2 separate regions of the Danio rerio genome follow, and region 1 is linked to region 2. A link is a contact called in public Hi-C data. All regions are on one chromosome and are shown on one strand. Each heading gives the region's core, a stretch centred on a gene start, on an enhancer-like site or on the middle of the called end of the contact. The rest is flanking DNA. Distances are from core to core; before and after follow the strand shown. Region 1 overlaps scrib (scribble planar cell polarity protein). Region 2 has its middle 17 kb from the start of insig1.

Region 1 (5,971 bases), core at 2,839-5,338, 190 kb after region 2:
CCTCAGAAGACATTGCCGACATGCAATGAATGTGTGGTATCGCTTGAAGGCTTGAGATGCGGAGCACAGACTCTCTTGATTTTGGAGGTAATAAATAATATAATAACACTAATACTGAAATGGTAAAGGCGTTTTAGAATGACCAAAACAACATTTCACATGTTTTACAATGTGATCAGCCTGCTGGTTTATTCATTCATAAACTATTACATCATCACATGTGAGTTTATTTATCATAACTTTAATGCGCATGTTGGAATTTGTTTATGTGCATCTTTTCTTATTGAATAAAGGTTTAACCTACTCAGTTATGCCATAGGTTTTTTTATGCACATTTTGGTTTTTCATCAACCATTTTTTTTATCCGCATATTCAAAATGGGACAAAATGGGGCATGGGACAATAACCGGTTTCAGAAGTCCGTTTGGAAAGTCAGTTTTAAAACCATTAATTTTCTTTTGTACTGTTCCTACTGTATATGCAAGTTTTTTTTCTTGTTTTTTATTTAGTTTTTTGCGGCAACAGTTTTACCACATCAAAAAAAAGATACTGGTCAGCCCACGATTCACCATACACCTTAGAAACCAACATCCAAGCATGCTATAGACCTGTGGTAGGGAATCTATGGATCTCGAGCCACATGTGGCTCTGACCAAAAATATGTGCCTCTCCAGCTGTCTTCCTTTAATAATATAATTTACGGTTTAAAAAAATTATAACCATCAATAGAAATCAGTTTCCTATCAAAATACAATTACAATTCCCTTTTATGTAATTTTTTATTGCAAAATGAATAAGAACTCAGTTAACAATAAAAGGACGTTTTGAATTGCCACACCAATTATGGGCAAACAACTTGCGTTACTATGGTAACCTTGCGCACTTAAATTCAAACAGCATATATGAATGGTGATGGTGAAAATAGAAATCCTATAGTTTTTTCTTCATTCATGGACTTGCTCAACGTGTAATGCTTCATATTTGTTAATTTTTGAGTTGTGCATGGACAAATTTAGGTTTTGTTTAAATCTTTATTATTTATAGTAGTAATACTATATATAGTAATACTATATATTTACTATATAATACATGTATACTATATATGCAAATGTATTTTAAAGAGGCATTTGGAGATGTATATGTACATCTAAATGGCTCTTTAAAAATGCTTTTGCTTAAATAAAAAAATGGCTCTTTGCTGAAAAAAGGTTCCCGATTCCTGCTATAGACCTAATCAAAGACGCCTTTTTAAGTTGTAAAGAAATCGATAGCAGAAAATAGCAGTGATTTTTTTTTTTTTTTTTTTTTTTTTTTTTATTTAACCTTTAGTTGCAAAATAGTTCAATTCAATGAGTGGAAAAAAGCAACAAAAAAAAATATATAAGGCATTTAACAAAAGAAAACAATTTTTAGAGCAGCAATCATTTTATTATCATAACATCAGAATCTTAGACCGACCAATGCCTTAAAGAGTGACAGTCGTGCTTATACTCACAGCCATATGATAACATGTAGTGCCTTGGAAATTATTCTTAGCCTGTAAAAGCAGCTCTATTTTCACGATTTGCTGCCAATTGACCACCCAAGTTTTTTAATCTTGTATGTTTTATACATGCAACGTGATTCAAGTGATTCAAGACGATCTGCAAAGTGTGTGTGTGTGTGGGTGGGGTATTATCTATTATTTATAGAAGTTTCTATAGTATAATAGTATAAAAAGCATATATAACCTTTGGACTTTTCTAACAATAAAAAAATTTTAAAAAAAATTACAAACAGTGGATAGTTACCCGTTTTGTTAATGTTTGTTGAAGTTTGGGGAAAACATTGTTATTTTAATAATACATTTACATTTATTTTTTATTATGAAAAAATAAGTGTATTTTTATTATTTGTTTATGCCGTCAATTCTTAGAAAATTGCAATAGGCTAAAATCGGTATTGACTGGTCACACTTATCAAAAAATCAAAATTGTAAAAGACTCATCTCTGATAAGCAGGATGGGAAAGGAAAAGATTTGTACTAAAAAGAGTTTACATATGTTGTGTTAAAATGCTGTAATGTTGTATTTAGAACAGGTGAGAATTTAGCAGGCTCATTTTCCCCTTATTTTGGGGTCAGAGAGTTCACACAACCATTGGAGGATGTCAACTTTATTCATCACTTGAGTACTTCCTACTCTTTATTTACATTAGAGCAGGAAGACGTGCACTGCTAGCAGTAACAGCCTTCAGAGGCCAAACCTTTTCCATTGTGCATCTCATTTTCCTTTTGTCTCTCTCGGTCTCAGGTTGCCTGATGGCTTCACGCAGCTCCGAGGACTGGCTCACCTATCACTCAATGACGTGTCGCTGCAGTCTCTACCCAATGACATAGGAAAGTGAGTTGATAAGAACAAATTCAAAATTGCATAAAATAAATCTTAATGTGGGAACAAAACATGCATTTCCTTTTAAAATTTGCTTTAAAAGTTATTTATTCTAGGTGCTAGAAAGAACTTTCTAGTCTTTTTAACAAGAAATAAATTAGGTTCATCGTGTCACCCACGGTCCAAAAAACATGTTTATTCCATTAACCACTGGACTCATTTTAACAAAGTAAATCCACACGTAGTTCTTAAGTTTTCTTAAATATTTTATCTCATTGTAATTGTGAAAATAACCAAACCTGATTCTTACCATGAATTTAGCCTTAAGCTAAGATGGTGCTATAAAAAAAGACATTGATATTAAATAATATAATATAATAATATAACATAAAATATTTCATTAGAGTAAGTATTTTATTTGTAGTTTGCTCTGCAAATACAAAATTGCCACAATGTAAAAAAAGTAGCAGATCTTTCGTATTGTGATGCTGAGTGTAATGGATTCCCAAAATTGACAGAGGAGTGTTAGTGTAGGTGGTTGTCTGTCATTTTTAATAGATGATCGTACATTTGTTTTTAATAAACTAACTACAATGTTGAAATTAAACTTTATTGAATGAGGCATCCCAAATAACGTAACTATATGAAATTGATCGAATAAATGTTTATTTTTATTTCAACTTTTAAAATCATTCTAAGGTAAAGTAAACATCAGAAAAATCATCAATTTATCTAGTATTTGTATTGTTTATATAGTCAAACCAATAAACACAGCGTTAGTTTTATGCAATATATGGCAGAAATGTTTATCTAGGAGGCATATCTGTGCATGTTGTTTTAAGACATTTAATATGTCTTTGTTTTATAAATTTCACTTCTTTAATCACAGGCATCTTATTCACACACAGACGAAATGTTCTCTATCTCACACATATATACACACATACTCAGTTTTTGGCCACTGTTGATGTCGTACAGATGGAGGAGCCCCTTACTCCTCCAAACCAAGTGACACACTTACCATCTGACACCCAGTCTTATCTCTTTCTGTTTCTCGTTCTCTGTCTCTCAGCTTGTCAAACCTGGTGACTCTAGAGCTGAGGGAGAATCTACTGAAATCCTTGCCCTCGTGAGTACTTTCCCATCAGCCTGCAGTTATTCAATTCGTAGCGCTCATGCTTTATGTAAAATAAAAACATACCAATACATGCAAATCAAATGACAAAAGCTGAAATGTCTGTGTTATTCTGTAGCTCTCTTTCCTTCCTGGTAAAACTGGAACAGCTGGATCTGGGCAGCAATGTACTGGAAGTTTTGGTAAGGAGTCCTGTAATATTTCTTGCAGCCCTAAAATCAATTTGTGTGTGTTTGTGTGTGTGTGTTTGTGTGTGTGTGTGTGTGTGTGTGTGTGTGTGTGTGTGTGTGTGTGTGTGTGTGTGTGTGTTAAACGATGCATATAAATGCATGTCATGTTTTCTGGTTTATTCGAAGCATAGTTATTTCTGAACACCTGAGCACCTTCTGGTGAATCTATCATGTCATGTTGTTTATTTCTTTCATTATTCTTTGTGTGCTGTTTCATAACATTTCTTTCTTCTTCTTTTTTTTTTTTTTTTCTTCGTCCTGTCTTTAATCTGCTTTCTTTGTTGTTCTTCCGTTCAGCCTGACACACTTGGGGCGCTGCCCAATCTTCGTGAGCTGTGGTTGGACAGAAACCAGCTCTCCTCACTACCTCCTGTGAGTACAGACAGCTCGTGATTGGCTGATTGTCATTAGAGTCGTCATCTGTCTGGTTGCTTTGCACATCTAGTTCAGATTTAAAGCTTGCAGTTCATGCAGATGTTGACTTTTCAAACACGCTTTACCTTCAGTGCAGTTGAATGCGTTTGGCATGTGCCTGTTCTGCTGATAATTGGAGTGGAAACTAGAGTGCTTTAATTTGCTTTCGGCTGACTGAAAGATGACCTCTGCCTTTAACAGGAGCTGGGGAACCTGCGGCAGCTGGTTTGCTTGGACGTGTCAGAAAACCGTCTATCAGAGCTTCCCACAGAGATCAGCGGCCTTATCGCCCTCACGGACCTGCTGCTCTCAGAAAACCTCCTGGAGATCTTGCCGGACAGCATCGGTGAAACTCTATACCTCTCTTCCAAACGTCAATAAAAATGAGCTTTTGCATGCTTTGTTTGAAGACAATGGCCGCATTACAATAAAGGCATTGTTCATCCGTTTAGCTTAAACTCTGTTTCACCTTGTTGTAAACTATGTGCCTTCTAAATTAAGCCAGCAACTTTATGGTGACAGCTTTATATTTACCAGCCATAATTTTCTCTTCTGCATTCAGTTGATCTGCATTCATGTTATTTATATATAATATATATTAAATTATTATTATTATTATTATTATTATTATTATTATTATAAAAAATATTATAGTTTTTTTTAGCACTTTAGTGTAAATATCATTTACTACTGGCTTATTACCTGTCTGTTATTAACTGTTAATTAGAAAATATTATAAAGTATGATCTCATTTTACATCTCTAATCCTAAACCCATCTACTACCGTAATAACTATCATTAAACAGGCAATTAGTATGTAGTAGTATAGAAGTTTGAGCTAAAAGTCTTAGTTAATGGTCTGTACATGGTTTATTAATAGTGTGAATTATATATTACCATAAAGTGTAATCGTTTAATTTTGTTGTTTTTTTATTTATTTATTTCGCACATCAGGTAATGTGTGCAATATTTTGAATACTCTTCTGATTGCACTGATCTGCTGAGGAATGTTCAGTACATTGAGCATAACAACACTGCCCTCTAGTGTTCTCAGATTTTTGTCTTGCTATTGGCTTAAAGTTTTTTTTTAACTGATGTCATTATTTATAACCGTATAATTTATTTTCTGATGTTATTGCATATATAATTGCGCACTGAGCACCCATAGATCTTTATATACCGAATATTTCTTTTTCAGGCTCACTTAAGAAGTTGTCCATTTTGAAAGTGAACCAGAACCGCCTTGTGCATCTGACTGACTCTATTGGGGAGTGTGAGAACCTGACAGAGCTCATGTTGACCGAGAACCTACTGCAGGTACACAACTCTCTACATTCTTTCTACTTCACTTTGCTGAATTGACTACTAAAATTGTGAATTTGGTGATTAATCTTTTTTTTATATTATTGATGATTGGAATATTTTTAGCATAAAACAGTGAATTTGTGCAAATTGGTTGATGTTGGTCCAGGACAAGTTAAATACATTAGTCTGGTCAGATTTCGGAGTTTAAATTTTAAATCTCCATAAAAATTTCACTGTGGAACCTTTATTTATATTTAAAAATTATGGGTTTTTTCAATAGTAATGTCATTACTTTTTAAAACTTTTGTTTTATTTAAAATGCAAATGTAAAAAAATGCATAATTATAACATTAGTATTTTAAAGCTACGTTTAAAATGTGCATTGTAAGATATTGTTTTAATAACTAAACAAAAACTTGCTAAAATCAGCAAACACACTGTTTTTCACTCCTAATGAGTGTGCATTCCTGTGTTTGTTGGATACTTTTATCTGAAATCACTAACAAATGAGTGTAGTT
Region 2 (5,380 bases), core at 346-2,845:
TAATTCATATTCTTCAGACAGTCTCATTTGTAAAATTTAGTACGATTTGCTCATCCCCAAATAACGATTAAGTTTAGGGGTGAGGTTGTGTGCCATGCCTCCTTTTTAAAATTGTTTTAATTTTCGTACGGCTGAATTAGCCACTAAACTGACAAAATGTAAAATAGTTACAGTCACTTGTAAAGTCAGGCTGATATAATATAGGGCTTGATGGGAGTGGGGGAAGCTAAATTTAAATTGGCTTGCTGTTAGCTACTCCTGGCAGAATTATCTGCATAGCATCATGATGATGTAGTTTTTGACACAGATGATACTATTATCATCAATTGATTAAAAAAAATAAGCTGAATTAAAGCAAACATATAAATTTAACAAAAGCGAATACAGTTGACTAACCCTAGAGTTTTTGCTCGCAGAACCTGACTTGTTCACTTCTGAAGAAGGCTGAGTAAATGACAAATTTTTTTTTATTCGCATATGAGCATTTATGAGCCCTAAAGAGCCTATATGAATAACATAAGTGCATATTATATGACAGAAAAATTGCATACAGTAATAAAGCACTGTATATACACATTTGTATATGCATATTTAAGCACATTTGTGTGTAAATGACTCACAGTAGTCTTATTATATCTCGTAAAAAAAGTGAAAGAAAAAAAACTTTTATTTTTTCTTTCTGCCTTCCCCATTTCTGTCTTCCAGTCTCTCCAGATGCCTCAGCAGCAGGATGTTATGACAGATCAAATGAATCCCAGATGAAGCGTGGCAGAGATTAAGCAGCAAGTCTGGGTGGAATAGTAGCATATTCAAAATAATGAAAATGTTAAAGTGGCTGCTTTAAATTGACTCATCAGGCGAGACATCCTCATGCCCTCCCCTGACACAACATGAAGTTATGTGGTTGAAACGTTCTAATCCATCCTTTGAGACACAGGATTAAGCTCAAGGGCCAATTTTATCCTCTTTCACAGAATTTTTGGCAATACGTTGCCTGCGTGAATGCTTGTTGATGTGTTGCATTTTTCTTATATAATTATTTTCATCACTCTTCCCCCCTCCTGTTAAATACAGAGTATCTTGTCTTCATTTACTGTTTACATTTAGATCTCACCATTTTTAAGCCTTCGGTTGTTTTCATTGCTAGGATTTATCAAGGCTTTTAGAAATGCAAATTGTGCATTAAAAATATATAGTTGCTACTGGTATTTCGTCTGTTTGTTTTTTGGGTCCTCTACAATCAACAATTTTCTATCCCTTCTGATCAAGAAAAGCAAAAACAGTCTGCTGAGAAAGGCACACAAACAAAAGCAGTACTTCAATATCTGAATGCTAATGAGTACAGATTGTTACTTGAATAAACATTGTTGCTGTTCGAGAAGCCTCAACGGTTATCATTTGCAAGTTAATTGGCAACAAAATATTCTAGCAACAGTAGAGTGTTTGGAAATACAGCAAATGTGCAATAAATGTATTATTATTAGTATGGGCTGTGTGTGATTAGACATTCCTGCTAAAGTTCAAAGGTTTTAAAAAACAGCGTAAAGTATGGGCTCAGAGCTTTTAGCCAATCCACTGACCGCCAGAGTGCCTTGTGGTTCAGCCAGCCAATCATGTCACAGCATTAAATGGGGGTGTGTCGCAGACATGGGCAATGTTTTGATGATTGCTCATTCATAAAAAGTAATGTGCAATTATAGTAAAGTACATTAAGTACTTATAATATCAAATACTTAGAGCTTTGCTACTTGACCAAGACAGATCGATAGATGATAAGTGAGGCATTGGTACAAAAATTTTAAAGCAATTTAATCCAAATAAGAATGTAATGTAAAGAAAAATCAGTAACATAACATTCCATGTCAACCATTCATAAACAGTCTTATCAGTTTATGACCTGTACATTAGGCAGTATATCAGTGTTTTTATACAAGCGTGTGTTCTGGGAGGATGAGAATTGTACCACCTGTCACAAACTTTAGTTAATATTTAATATTTGTTCTAAATTACTCCAGTGGAGTGATATTTCTGTAATCTGATAAAAACAATAACAGCAACAAAAGACAAAATAAAAGCAAACCGCAAATATGTCCTTCTTCCAGTGAATGAGTACAAATAACTCAAGCACAACACCTTTATCCTGATGTTATTTTAGATAGAATATAAAAACTAAATGTAAAGATTTTCAGTGCAAAAATAAAATAAATAAATTAACCAAATTGTTATTTCTTGTAAAGTCTTTTTGTTTAGTTTTTTTCTGTTCTTGAAGAGATTTTCCCATTTTGTCTACACTATTTAATCTCTTAAAGAGGTAACTATTTAGCTATTTTATTATGTGTGACTGTACTATACCATTCATTCATTCATTCATTCATTCATTCATTCATTCATTCATTCATTCCTTCATTTTCCTTCAGTTTAGTCCATTTATTCATCAGGGGCGCCACAGCGGAATGAACCGCCAACTTATCCAGCATATGTTTTATATAGCTAACCCAATTCACATATATAGCACATGTCTTTAGACTGTGGGAGAAACCGGAACACCTGGAGGAAACCCACGCCAATATTGGGAGAAAATGCAAACTCCACAAATGCCAACTGGTCCAGCCAGGACTCAAACCATAGATCTTCTTCCTGTGACGTGACTGTGCTAACAATTGAGCCACCATGTCGACCTTGTACTATACCATAGTTCTCATTAGTTCAACACAGATACAGTACTTGCACTCTACTGGATTGAGTGAAGGGTTATTTAAAGCTCTGCACTCCCTCATCTGGCCAGAACTGGAAATAAAGGATTTTAAATACCCCATTAAAGGCATAGTTCACCCAAAAATGAAAATGTACTCACTATTTACTCCACCTCCGCCTTTATCTTTTTTTTTTTTTTCTGTTAAACACAAAAGAGGATATTCTGACAAAAGCTGGGAACCTGTGACCATTGACATACATAATAGGAAAAACTATAATATTATGGAAGTCAATAGTTACAGGTTTTCAGCTTTCTTCAAAATATTTTCTTTTAACACAGGAGAGAAACTTATGTAAGTCACTGTATGGGGTATGGAGCCACTTGAAGATTAGTATAGTAAATTTTTGTTTTGAGGTGAACTATCCCTTTAAGACACATTACAGGACATTATCTATTATAGACATGAAGACATTATATTTTGAAAATACGAGAAATATTTTTTTTTTCTTGCATCAGTATGTTTTTAGATTTGAAGATTTCTAAGGTTTCTGACTAGTGAAAAGAAAACATAGCATGAAAATACGTTTTTGTTCTTTTATTATACTGCATTTTACCCAATGCTTCTGTAGATTAAGATTTCTAATCCAATACATATCTTTAAAGACACTATCTCAAGTCAGAAATCTCCACTTCTAGTAGTGTCTACATACAGCAAATTACATACATACATTTTTATTGCTAAATAGTTTGATCCTTTAATAATTATTGTTTATTTAACATGCTTAATATGCAATTTGCCTTTTTTATGCAACATTTTGTTCCTAACATCGCATGTAAAATATATACACATTGCAGCAATTATGCTGAGTGAATCTCAGCGTGTTTCTTATTTTAAGTCTAGTGTCACTTGACAGTTTAATTCTCACAATTACTGACTTTGCTTGTTGCTCATGGATATAAAACATTAACGACTTGTGTGATTATAAAACAGTAATTGGTAAACTATTAGCCTTTGCCTGAGTAATTGAACTCTTCGAAAGATGAGCAAAGCCAAATCTCACTAATGAGCCACATGTGACTTCATGACTCCTGGACACTCACATGTGAAAATACAGCATTGACTGCTTAATGTTAATGTATTATTTTAAAGCTGGTTTATTTAAGCAAGATTAAGAGAGAACAAACAAATACTGGTAACTCTCTTCAATAAGGTTGCATGTACAAACATGAACAAACAAGGAACAATAGACTTATTACGGTATTTAATCATATTTGTTAACATTAGTGAATAGAAACAAAGTTGTTCATGTTAGCTCGTGTCAACTTATGGTGCATAACTATTGTTACATTTGGATTTTACTAAATGTTGAACTGTGATCAATAAATGATCTGCAAGTATTGTTCATTATTAGTTCATGATAGTAAATACATTAACTAACATTAACTCATGAAACCTTATTGTAAAGTGTGATTAAAACACTTAAAATGATGTTGAAGAACTCTAATGTACAGAAACGTTCTGACTAGTGCTGAGGAACACTCATGGGGCAGGACTCCAATGTGCCTGGTTTCACAGTATAAATAGCCATTTATGCAGTTTAATCGTTGGGTGGATTTTATTAAACGAGAATCACAGCAATTATGATATGATGATGATGAGACACTTAATAGAAGAGAAAACTGTAGAAAGTATTGTTAATGTCGAAAGGTTGTCTGCAGTTAACATATCAGCCAGCAGAGGGCAGGAGCACAAAAGATTTTAACCTTGATCTACTTGATCAGTCAGTCAAAAGAGGAAATTTGTAGTCTCTTAAATCTCTTCATATTCCAGTCTATCCGTCTTCTTGTCAGCTGGATTTCTGCAGGAGTTATTAAAGTGATAAATGATTTAATATTTTCAGTTTTACCCAAATCGACTCTTTATTTCTCCAGCTTTATCAAACACACACCCCAAGCAGCAACATCTGTCCTTTTATAGCGCGGCGCTTCTTCAACAAACAACAACAGAGATGCTAATTGATAACATTTAAAGATAATTACAGCAATTATTTCTAAAGTTCTCTTGAGTAATTGAGGCTTGTTGAAGAGCACGACCTTTACACACAATAGTACTGACCACCACAAGTGTACAGTGCTGTTATATCAATTACGCTAATATTAAACGAGAGGCCCTCAGATTCAAACAACGTGGTATGACGGAAATCATTAGGCTGTTGGATCAACATAAATAAACGGCTGTAATTAACTTTCAGATACTACATTAACTTCAGCGATAAACATGTTAGAAAGTTGATTCATTCTGGATGAGGAAAAAAACGGTTCTGAAATGGCGCGAGACATACAGGTATTGTTGAAAAAAAGCTTTCCTCACTTGGTCGTCTCAGAAAAGTGCTTTGGACAAAGCTTGATCAGCAGTATAACTTGTATGACCAACAGCAATTTAATTTGAGATTATGTCTGAAATTATGAAGATAGAATTAGTCCCAGTTCTTTTGTTTGTGTCTTTAATAGGTGTCTAATAACTGACTACACTGTAAATCCTAAATTGTAAGTTGAATTAAATTAACCTTATGAGTCGTTTAAATTATGTTAAACTGACTTAAACATCTTGCATAACTCATAAAATTAAGTTGGAACATGATTAACTTAGTTTGATATGTTACATTTAACTAAAACATATGTTTA

What was found. Hi-C and Micro-C count contacts between places; a contact is called where the count stands out from the background.
Region 1: a Hi-C map of an unstated tissue shows a contact between it and region 2, with 5 times the contacts expected there. The contact joins two enhancer-like sites. A contact is called at or near these places in 2 of 18 Hi-C or Micro-C datasets (embryo and an unstated tissue).

Annotation. Positions count from the first base shown.
Region 1 is chr7:41,566,518-41,572,488 of GRCz12tu, forward strand. It overlaps scrib (scribble planar cell polarity protein), which reads left to right. Exons shown (of 40, transcript NM_001007175.2): 4 at 2,292-2,381; 5 at 3,442-3,498; 6 at 3,623-3,686; 7 at 4,032-4,106; 8 at 4,350-4,494; 9 at 5,347-5,465. Among named protein-coding and RNA genes, the nearest start is that of scrib, 61 kb to the left of the region's middle. Within about 2 kb of position 4,089, at least 9 of the 62 cell types and tissues checked have an H3K27ac peak or open chromatin away from gene starts, as enhancers often do.
Region 2 is chr7:41,377,461-41,382,840 of GRCz12tu, forward strand. No RefSeq gene overlaps it. Among named protein-coding and RNA genes, the nearest start is that of insig1, 17 kb to the left of the region's middle. Within about 2 kb of position 1,596, at least 7 of the 62 cell types and tissues checked have an H3K27ac peak or open chromatin away from gene starts, as enhancers often do.